Linked DNA regions of Mus musculus: region 2 is linked to region 1. Evidence: chromatin contacts called from public HiChIP or PLAC-seq data. All regions are on one chromosome and are shown on one strand. The core of a region is the stretch at or near the end of the contact, and the rest is flanking DNA. Distances in the headings are between cores, read along the strand shown.

Region 1 (5,262 bases), core at 2,060-4,559:
CTGCCAGTTCCAGAGGATCCATGTGCATGTCCACACATGCTGGCAAAATACTCACACACATAGAACTAACAATCCTTTAAAAGGGGGTGCAATGGTACCCCAATCATTCCAATCACTCTCCTTGCTCTTATTTACACATGAATGCACACACACACACACACACACACACACACACACACACACACACGCGCGCGCGCGCGTGTGTGTGTGTGTGTGTGTGTGTGTGTATCCTTAGCCACAGTGTAAAGATTTGAACATAGGATCTTTCCCATGCTAGGCACGTGCTCTCTCACTAAGCTGTAGCCTCCGCGTGTTTTCAATCCCCCTCCCCTCCTCCTCTCTCCCTCTCCCTCCCCTTCTTTGTCCTCTACCTCAGTGGTTCCACCAAGTTGCTCAAACTGGAAGTTGTTCAAACTGGCCTTAAACTCGTGCCCAAGTTGGTTTCAAAATTTTGATATTTGATTGATTTGATATTTGACCTCCTGTGCAGGTCAGGTTTGAGTTGATGAGTGTATTTATGTGTCCCTGTGTGTATATACACATGTGTGTTTATATATGATATAATTTTTGTTTTGTTTTTTATTTTTTGTTTTTCGAGACAGGGTTTCTCTGTGTAGCCCTGGCTGTTCTGGAACTCATTTTGTAGACCAGGCTGACCTCAAACTCAGAAATCAGCCTGCCTTTGCCTCCCAAGTGCTGGGATTAAAGACGTGTGCCACCACGCCCGGCTGTGTTTCATTTTTTTTAAAACTTGGTCTTCACTTACAAGAGGATTAATGGAGTGCGCCACCACGCCTGGTGATTTGACCAATTATTGATTGAGATCTTTAAAGTTTTGTTTTCTTGTATTGAGCTCTGGGTTGTATGGATGTTAACTTTTTTTAAGTCTTTCATATATTAAGGATACTCATCCCCTATCAGATGACTAAACAATTCAGAATTCTTATTTTGTTCCCATAAGTGTATAAAGGTTAGCAACTATACTAGGTATTGTTACCATATGTGGTTTTCCCTGGTGTCATTCTCCACCAGCCCACCAGGATAAAGTGGGCAGAGCCGATGAACAGGGTTTCAAAAGGCTTGTGAATACAAACGGAAATGACAGTCCAGCATCAGATCAACTTTATTCAGGGGAACCAAGGGCTCTCTATCGTTGCAGAAGGAAGTAGGGATCTCCAGGGTGGACAAAGGTCACTGGCTGAAGGCTAGGTAGAGATGCCTCATTAGCCTAGGGAGGCATTCCAGGAATCTCAGGTGCTTGCTGGACAGGTTTTTACGTGGAGGAAGGAGAACCTGTAATCTCACCACTGCTACGTGCAGTTCTTCAGGTAGATGGTAAGGGGGAGGAGGGCATTTCTAAGCTCTCCAGACAAGGTCAGAGAAGAAGAAGCCCTGCTGACAAAGGGAGTCCACCATTTTGTACCAAGCTCAGTGGTTTTTGGTAATGTCAGATATCAACCTTAGCAGCAGGGTTTCTCTGACAACTATAGTTGATTAAAAAAAAATTCATAGCAGCAATTTCATTCATCTAACTACTGAATCATTTCCAAGTCATTTGCAAACAGATAAGGTATTGCAATAATTTAGGCCAAGGTGGAGGAACAAACACAAAAACTGCGTGGATGGGTCTGAGACGAGCACTTGCCTAGCTTAACGTCCTGGGTTCGAGCTCTAACACTGAAAACACTGGAAATGAGTAGGCAACTCAGCCATAAAGCTCATGACAAGCCTACTAAATTAGTGGAGAAAGAGAAAACAGTTATCGCTTGAGAAAGGAGGGAGCCTGTAGCAATCCTGGAAGGGGGAGCGCTTCCTTTCCCCTACTTCCTCCACCTTGCCCTACTTACCTGGCTTGTCCAGGCCATCTGCCTTGAGGTTAGGAAAGCAGAGACCGCATGAGCCCTGGATGACAAAGCTAAAATCCAGAGCCGCACTGATGACCTAAGAACACATATCTGCCACCTGCATTTTTCATAGTTCTACACCGGCTTGCAAAACTGAATTCTTCCTTCTGGAGTAAGACTGGCACTTTCAATTCCTTTCAACTTCAGTTTTGTAGCAGAGTAGACTACAGTGTAGCCTAGGACAAATATTCTACCATTTACTGGAAGTGTGCTGAGTTGTTTTGAGCCTGGAGTTTCAAAGAGCAGGTGGGGAGAATGGAGGTTTGGATGAGCGAGACTTGTTAAGTACCTCGGATTTCTTGTCCCATAGGGAAGAATCAAGCAGAATCCAGTGAAGTGATGGCCTGGATACAGAAATTCCCTGTTGCTCAAACACAAGGGCAGGCACGGAGTCAATCCCAAAGGAGAGTAGGAAAGGCCATGGCATAAGTGACAGCGCACAGAACTGAAAACCTATTCTGTGATAAGAAACCAGGCTACAAGACCTCCTCCGGTCATCACAGGACTCTCGATTGGGCAGAAACAAGCAAGTTTTAGGTTCTACTCAATGTCATTCGATGTACTGGGTGCTTCATTTAAACTAGCGGATAAAGATCTTTATGCTCAAGCTGTGGTTTGTTTGTTTGTTTGTTTGTTTGTTTAAAAAGGTGTAACTCCTTGATGGGGAAAATTCCTGAAAGCAATAGGGTATGGGAGCTCAAGGAGGGCACTGAACTAGATTGCTGGGAGTAAGAACTTATTAGAAGAGTTATTAACGTCATGGGCAGAAGGACAACACTACAGTGGACAATCAGAATTTTTGGCCCCAGCGCCGCAGGGCCCAGGCTGGAGGTGAGGGGTGGGGGTGGGGGTGGGGGTGGGGGAGTGTTCTGAGAATGAGGCCCACGTGGCAGAATCCGGGTTGTTTCTTCGAGGGTCTCATAGGAACCCACAGCCACGTAGGTTCCTCAGCAGGTGGCAGGGAAGACGAGAGAGAAGTGTGTCGCCAGGCAGCCCTTTGACACGTCGGGTCTGGCTACTCACTTGAGGAAGTGAGACACTGGGCACCTGAGGAGCCTGAGAAGAAGTTAGGGACTCACAAGCGGGCTCTCGGTGGGGTGGCTCCCTAGTAACGGTAGAGCTAGGGAGATGGGGGAGGACTTCATGGTCTGGTCAGCACTCTGGTCGGGATTCGATCGGTCCCCATTTCACACGAGAAGAAAATGAGGCTCGGAACGATAAACCGATTTACTTTAGGGTGGAGATAGAACTGGGCTTCTCCGTTTCTGCCCCTGAGAAAAGTTGCTGATGATTAAACCCTTTTCTAGCGATTGTTAACGCCTGGAGCTGGGTGTGTCACACTGGGAGGGGCCTAGCTGGTCTCCCCGCCCAGCTTTCCGGCATTTATGCAAAGCCATCTTACTTTTAAAGGAGCCGAGGCCTAGCCACTAAGAGGAAACTCAGCAGAAGACTACGGGCCCACAGACGCTTGGAGTGACCCGACGCCACTGCCAGGGGACACTCTGCTCCCACTGCACGCGACAGCCACGACCGACTCCCGGGCTGGGTGCCGGGGACCCAGGACTGTGCAGAGGAAACCCGCTTTCCCGCCCCGAGAGAGCAGAGCGGCGCGGGAAGCCAGGCCCCGCCCCCGGCCCACCTCTTCCGCTCGGCCCTGAGGAGTCTGCGCGGCCGCGGGACCCCTTCCGACGCGGCCACGTTGCCCGGTGAGCCAGCCCGCGGCGCCCGGTTCCCGACTCCCCTCGGCTCGGCTCTCAGCCGGGCTCCGGGGCCCAGGCCTCCTCCCCGTGCTGTCGGTGAGGAGCAGCTGTGCGGGGACGGGTCTGGCCGCCCGAGAGCTCCGCGCGCGTCTGCGATCCCCGCGCCGGAGGCCCCGCCCCGCTCCGGAGCCGAGAAGCGGAGCGAGCGCGCTGAGCTCCGACAGAGCTCGGCTCCGGGCTCATGCCCTGCGGCCCAGCCGGCCCGCGCCATGGCCTCCGGGAGCGTGGCCGAGTGCCTGCAGCAGGAGACCACCTGCCCCGTGTGCCTTCAGTACTTCGTGGAGCCTATGATGCTCGACTGCGGCCACAACATCTGTTGCGCGTGCCTGGCCCGCTGCTGGGGTGCCGCGGAGACTAACGTGTCGTGTCCGCAGTGCCGGGAGACCTTCCCGCAGCGCCACATGCGACCCAACCGGCACCTGGCCAACGTGACCCAGCTGGTGAAGCAGCTGCGCACCGAGCGGCCGTCGGGGCCCGGCGGCGAGATGGGCGTGTGCGAGAAGCACCGGGAGCCTCTGAAGCTGTACTGCGAGCAGGACCAGATGCCCATCTGCGTGGTGTGCGACCGCTCGCGCGAGCACCGCGGCCACAGCGTGCTGCCCCTGGAGGAGGCGGTGGAGGGCTTCAAGGTAGGGCCGGGCCGGCGGACAAAGGGGCGAGCCGGGGGCTTCCTGGTTTGATACCGAGAAAATGGCGAGCCGGACGTGGGGCCCACCGCCGTCATTTCCTCCCTGTCGGCTGCGGAGCCTCCGCACTCAGACTGGGAAGGAGAACCTGTAGCTGGCGAGGCCAGGAGCACCCCCACCCCCACCCCGAGCGCCCCTGCTAACCGCCTCTACGCGTGCCGCGACTGGGACGGCGCGAGGAGACCCTCCCTTGACAAAGGAGATGCACATGGAGCCAAGTACACTTCCATAGGCCTTGAACGCCTCGAACTCGCTCTGACCCAGGATACCAAGCCAGACAGTCACTGTTGGCTGGCTGAATTCACATCGAGCAGTGCCCATCACTTAATCTGTGTCCCCAGCACTTCCCTGTAAACCTGTTTTAGAACTGAATGGAAATGAACAGAGCTTTTTACTGCTTAAGTAAATCATTTAGCCACTCTCAGACTCGGGAGATGGCTTATTGTGAAGGGGAAGTGAACTCACAGGACCTTTGTGGAGTGTTGAATAAACACTGGCACAGCTACACAGTAGTACGAAAACGTTACATATAAAGTAGCTCTGAAGTGATAATGATCTTGAGGGCTGCAGGGATCTATACCAACAGAGTTATATATTTGTTTAAGTGTGAGTTCATCCAAATGTCAGTCACGTTTACAAAGCTGTCACCTGTATCATTTCACTCGCTGGAGATAAGTTGTAATTTAGTAATGTTTACTGATTCTTTGAGGAAAATAAATCTTTTTTTTTTTTCTGTATTCATCTGAGAAATAGCTTACCTTTTGAGCCTCCTTACCCAGATGTCTTGTAACCGCTTCTAGGAACTGGTAGGTGGCTAGAGTTTAAATAACAAATTGCTAACACACTTGCTGGCCCCTGTGCTTTGGGCTCTTCCCAGGAGTGGCATTATGGTCTGAGAAGAGAGTCCAGCGG
Region 2 (5,262 bases), core at 1,518-4,017, 170 kb after region 1:
GTTTAGCTTTATTTGGTTTTGAGAGGAGGAATATGTGAATGTTCTGGAGTACACAGATCAGCTAGGCTAAGTACCATACTTCAGCTAACTGGATTCTTGCTCTAGCAAAGAAATATCAACTTCTGTAAAGAGGGAGAAAGAAGGTTGTGGTTGAACAAATTCTTTAAAATATAACACATTGAAGATCAATTCAAGAATCAAATTGTGTGAACAATGGACAAGTCCAAATGCTTGAGGATGCTTTTGAGAAGACAGGATGCCATTCTTTTTCTCTACTTTATTTGCAAATGCCTGGTCCCCTTCAATAACTTGTATCTTCTCTGGTTGGACACAGTCCCTTGTCATTGTCTTTGTCTCCATATGTCCCTGGCCTTGGTAATTAAGCCATTATAACTATCCCAAACACAGGTTCAGGTACTTCATGATTTCTCAAATCACTAGCTGGTTAAGTTGACCCAGAGCAAAAAGACCCCAGGAGACTCACTCAAGCTGATTCTTGCATGCCAAACTTAAAATTTGCCTTGTAAAGATATTTGTGATTTAAGCTATGTATCCCATACAATGTTCACACCAATGCCCTTCTCTTTCCGTCCATTCCATTTCCCAACTCCTAGCATCTTGGATTAAAGTTTGGGTTTCTAGCTCCTCTGTCGTACAGCCATGCCTTGCTCCTGTTTGTCACCACTGCCTGGCCCGCTAACGCTATCCCTGTGCAGGTTGCCCTCACCTCACCCCCAGCTTCCCATCTCTTCTCTCCTATCATTCCTCATCGTCCTCTGTAGTAAGTGTTCTTAAGAGCTACTCCACTCTTGTCCTGAAACACATTTGTTTGGTCAGTGCATTTAACATAGTGATCAAGGTTTTGCACATTGTGGTCTTGAGTTGAGTTTTCAACATGGTTTCCCACTATAACCTGTGATAATGCTATCTACACATGTACATTTATCAGGTTGCTAAACTCAGCCATAAAATTAAGCGTGCTTCCCTCAAACCCTTCCCTTCCCTGCAGGAAACTGCTGTGTTTTCATTACTTCAAACACGGGTGTGTGCTTCTGACGTCTGTGGCCATCATTTATAAGCATTAACACTTTCTAGTCCTTGCTATTTTTCATTTTATTAAAGGCCCATAGTCAAGATTTTAAAAATCTGATACCATGAGCTCTCAGTGGAAAAATAAAAACAGTTTTCTCACTCATCACTCATACTGCCTGGTGTTTTCGGGAACAATCACGACTGTGTATAAAGCTCTTCTTTAGGGAATCACTGAGCTATGGGTTGTGGTAGCCCTGTCCTCATTACCTGTCCATTATGATTAATCGACAGGAAAATGTTCTGCAATCCTCCCATGGTCTTCTATCACACATCACAGGGATTCTAGCAACACCATTCAGGTCTGTCACTTCAAAACCAGGTTTTGTTGATGTAACAAAACAATTAAAACAACTTCCATAGACTCGTCCAGTAAACTGAAACACATTTCTCTTGTCACGATAACTTCACATGTAATTTCTTTGGCTAAAGTTTCTTAGGATTAATCCCAACATGTGGTATCTAAATCTCTATCCTAAACTAGGAAATATCTATGTTAATTTTCAAATATATTATCCTTTTTCCTTCGGCTTATCTTTTAAGTGACTCTAAGCTTTTTATGCACATTGAGCATGTTATAAGAAGAATCCTTTTTTATTTATCATGAAAACCTTCTCAATGGGCAAGTAGAATGTTTTCTTTAACATTTATTTTAGAGACATTTTAGGTTAATAGAAAAGTTGAGCAAAGGTACAGAGATTTCCCATAATCCCCTGCCCTCCCTGCATGTGTAGTTTTTCCTTTTTCCCAACCCACAGGACCGTTGGTTGTGATCGGTGAGCCAATACGGATGGATTGATTACTCCAAATCCAGAATTGACATTGGAATTAACCTTTAACACTGTACATCCTGTCCATTTGGACAAGCTCACCTTGGCATGTGCCCATCATTACAGAGAGCTGGAAGCACAGAAGCGATGGAGTAGTTTCACTGTCCTAAAATTTTGGTGTTACAATAATTCTTTCCTGCAGGTAAACTGTTGTGTTTTCATTACTTCAAACACGTGTGTGCGCTTCATTTATAAGTATTGACACTTTCTAGTCTTTGCTCTTTTCCATTTTATTAAAGGCACATAGTCAAGATTTTTAAAATGTAATACCATGAGCTTGCAGTGGAAAAATAAAAACCAACATTCTTACTTATCTCTCACATTTCCTGATAATTCTCATGCTCTCAGTCACTGGCTCAGTCAGGGGTTTTAACTAGTTAAAGCCACTAGTTTTAACATTTTTACAATGTCATCCTTTTTGGAATGACATTCTGTTGGAATACTGAAGTATATACTTTTCTCAAAATTTTTTTTTTCTACTGACAAGTTGTTCTAACTCTAAGAAGTGAGGAGAAAGGAGCTACCACTTTGCCTGAATCCTGATTTGTTCATGTGTTTCAGATGCCTCAATGAGAAATTTCTCCTTAAAAGGGAGTAAGGAGAGGAAAGCAGGCATTATATAGAACAACTTTGTCCCCAGGAAGAGTTTTCCAGACTTTTGAAATGTTACCTATGAATTATTGTTTTATATCACCATTGATGTGATTTCTATGGATGGCATATACCAGCTCTTTCCCTAGGAAAAAATAAGTGTATTTTTTTCTAGTACCTTCATAATTTTTGCCTAGTTGTAATTTTTTAAAATCATCCTTTTCCTCCTTGATTTTATCAGGCCCCTTTCCTTTGAAATGTCAGTGAATCGCATCAGTGCAGATTTCCCAGAAGATTTCATTCTTATGGGCTTTACCAAGTACCCATGGCTGGATCTCCCTCTCTTCTTTGTCCTCCTGACCTCCTACATGTTCACATTGCTGGGAAACATTGCTATTATTTTGGTTTCTCAGCTCGATTCCCAGCTCCAAAGTCCCATGTATTTCTTCCTTACCAGCCTTTCATTTTTGGATCTCTGTTTTACCACTACGACTGTCCCTCAAATGTTGTTTAACTTACAGGGACCCAACAAGAACATCACTTACATAGGCTGCATGGCCCAGGCCTATGTGTTTCATTGGTTAGGCTGTACTGAATGTGTTCTTCTTGGTATCATGGCCTTAGATCGCTATGTGGCTGTGTGCAAGCCTCTGAGGTACTCTGTCATTATGGACCACAGGCTCTGTCTGCAGCTGTCTGGTGCTGCTTGGCTCACTGGCCTGGCTAACTCACTACTACAGTCTACACTTACCATACAGTTGCCCCTGTGTGGGAATCGGATGCTTGACCACTTCTTCTGTGAGCTGCCTGGGCTTATTAAGATGTCTTGTGGGGACACCACAGTCAATGAGGTTACTTTAGCAGTGGTGGCCACATTCTTCATAATGGGTCCCCTCTCCATGATACTTGTATCATATAGTTACATTGCTCAAACTGTATTTCGAATGCCTTCTGCGGCAGGGAGGCTCAAGGCTTTCAACACTTGCTCATCGCACCTGCTGGTGGTGTCTTTATTTTATGGACCAGGGATCTACATCTACATGCAACCCTCAGAGGATGGCTCCCAAGACCTTATCAAGGTCTTGACTCTGTTTTACTGTGTCATCACTCCCATGGCTAATCCATTCATCTATACTCTGAGGAACAAAGATGTCATAGGAGCTTTGAAGAGACTTCTGAGGAAGGCCATTTCAACTAAGGGGATATGAAAAGTGTTTCTTTATTCTTAATTGGAAAGGTCCAACAATAATGTGAAACATCAATCTGTTTTGTCTGAAGGAGGGAACTGTTGACCTAAAATTTGTGATCTCATACTGCAGCTTCTAGAGTGCTTGGATTACAGGTGTATATCACCACACCCAACTTAAATTTTTACATCAAAGCCACCCTCACACCTCCAGTGCCAGGGATGGGTTACATCTCAATGAGTTGTTGACCAAAGGGGTCCCTAGACTGACTCAAACACCACAAGTAATTGTTAAGGCTATTGGTTATCCTTGGTAAGGCCCTGTTAGTGATGATGTCACTTAAGTATATCATAGAGCATGAAAAATTGATCTGGCACCAAACTAGAAGCTTCACTGTTAGAAGGTCCTAGACACACTACAGGAGGAGAAAAGTAATCAATGTCACCAGGCTATAAAACCTGCAATCTACAGCAGCAACGACCTGTAAAAGTACACTGGTGCAGTAGTGGCACTAATAGGAGTAACCAACTATTTTTTTTTTTTAAATTAGATTTAAGGCCTTGCTCCATGATGGAGCCCACACCTGACACTATTAATGAGATCAAGAATCTGCTACTGGATAGATCATAGGCTTAAGAGAAAACCTACCACTATTACTATGCTGAGTGAACACAGCATTACAGGGGTATCAATAACATAGTGCTATGCCCATTTGCTCAACTCTCATCAGAGAAGCTTCTTCTTGCAGTAATTAACACAGAGACTCACAACTGAACAATGTGCAGAGGATGTCTTTGGGACCTGACAGATACCACAGTCCAGTCAGTGTTACACAGCCACACTGCTATTGCAGAGTGAAGATATAGAGAGAGGTGCTTTGAAGGGATGGAGAGGAACTATTTGCCTTTTTAAATTCTACAGGGAGCAATATTCCTGCAATTAAAAAAATGGCTTTGTGGGTGTGTGGTTAATGTGGTCAGCAGATGCAGTCAGGTAAATGAGCAGATCTAATGAGGGAGCAGGGAACCTACTGAAAGTCCCAGCCAGAGCCCTTAGTTGGTTCCACCTCTGGGAACCCTCCCAGCCCCTTGATGACAGCTGTTTGCCCATCTTAATAAAGTTTGTTCTTTCTGCTCTTTTATCTCCATGGCCTTTGCCTCTTGTGTCTCCTGCATCTTCTTCTGTTACTTCACTGTCCAGTCTCCTTTGCTTTCTTTGGGTGCATCTTTCTAGGATGCACAATTCTTTGTCCACCCCACAGAACATACGGCATAATGAAACCCACTATCTATTCTAACCTGAAACATGAATCTTAAAGCTAAATATTGTCTTTTAAAATTTCACTATCATGCCAGATTTGGTGGCTCACAGATGGAATCCCAATGCTTTACCAATCAAAATCAACTGGGGACAGGGTTCCCTCAGTTTCTTATGTGTAGATTCTTGTGCAATTTTGGGGACCAGATTAAAAGAATACAAGCAGCATTAGACCAAATCCACAACAGCCTGTGTCTTCCAACCTCAAGATCTGGATCACAGGTGTGCCCTCCATTTCTGGATTGTAG

Evidence for each region. HiChIP or PLAC-seq counts read pairs in DNA pulled down with a chosen protein or histone mark.
Region 2: a contact with region 1 is called in an H3K27ac HiChIP or PLAC-seq map of embryonic stem cells, with 6 read pairs. The contact joins the promoter of Olfr1367 here to the promoter of Trim27 in region 1. A contact is called at or near these places in 3 of 39 promoter capture datasets (liver and second pharyngeal arch cranial neural crest), 1 of 484 Hi-C or Micro-C datasets (rod photoreceptor), 2 of 115 datasets of contacts at active chromatin or transcription factors (both in embryonic stem cells) and 1 of 9 other capture datasets (liver).

What each region holds. Positions count from the first base shown.
Region 1 is chr13:21,176,622-21,181,883 of GRCm38.p6, forward strand. It overlaps Trim27 (tripartite motif-containing 27), which reads left to right and starts at 3,310. Exons shown (of 8, transcript NM_009054.3): 1 at 3,310-4,293. The coding sequence starts at 3,874.
Region 2 is chr13:21,344,163-21,349,424 of GRCm38.p6, forward strand. It overlaps Olfr1367 (olfactory receptor 1367), which reads left to right and starts at 2,768. Exons shown (of 1, transcript NM_146533.1): 1 at 2,768-3,718. The coding sequence starts at 2,768. The coding sequence ends at 3,718.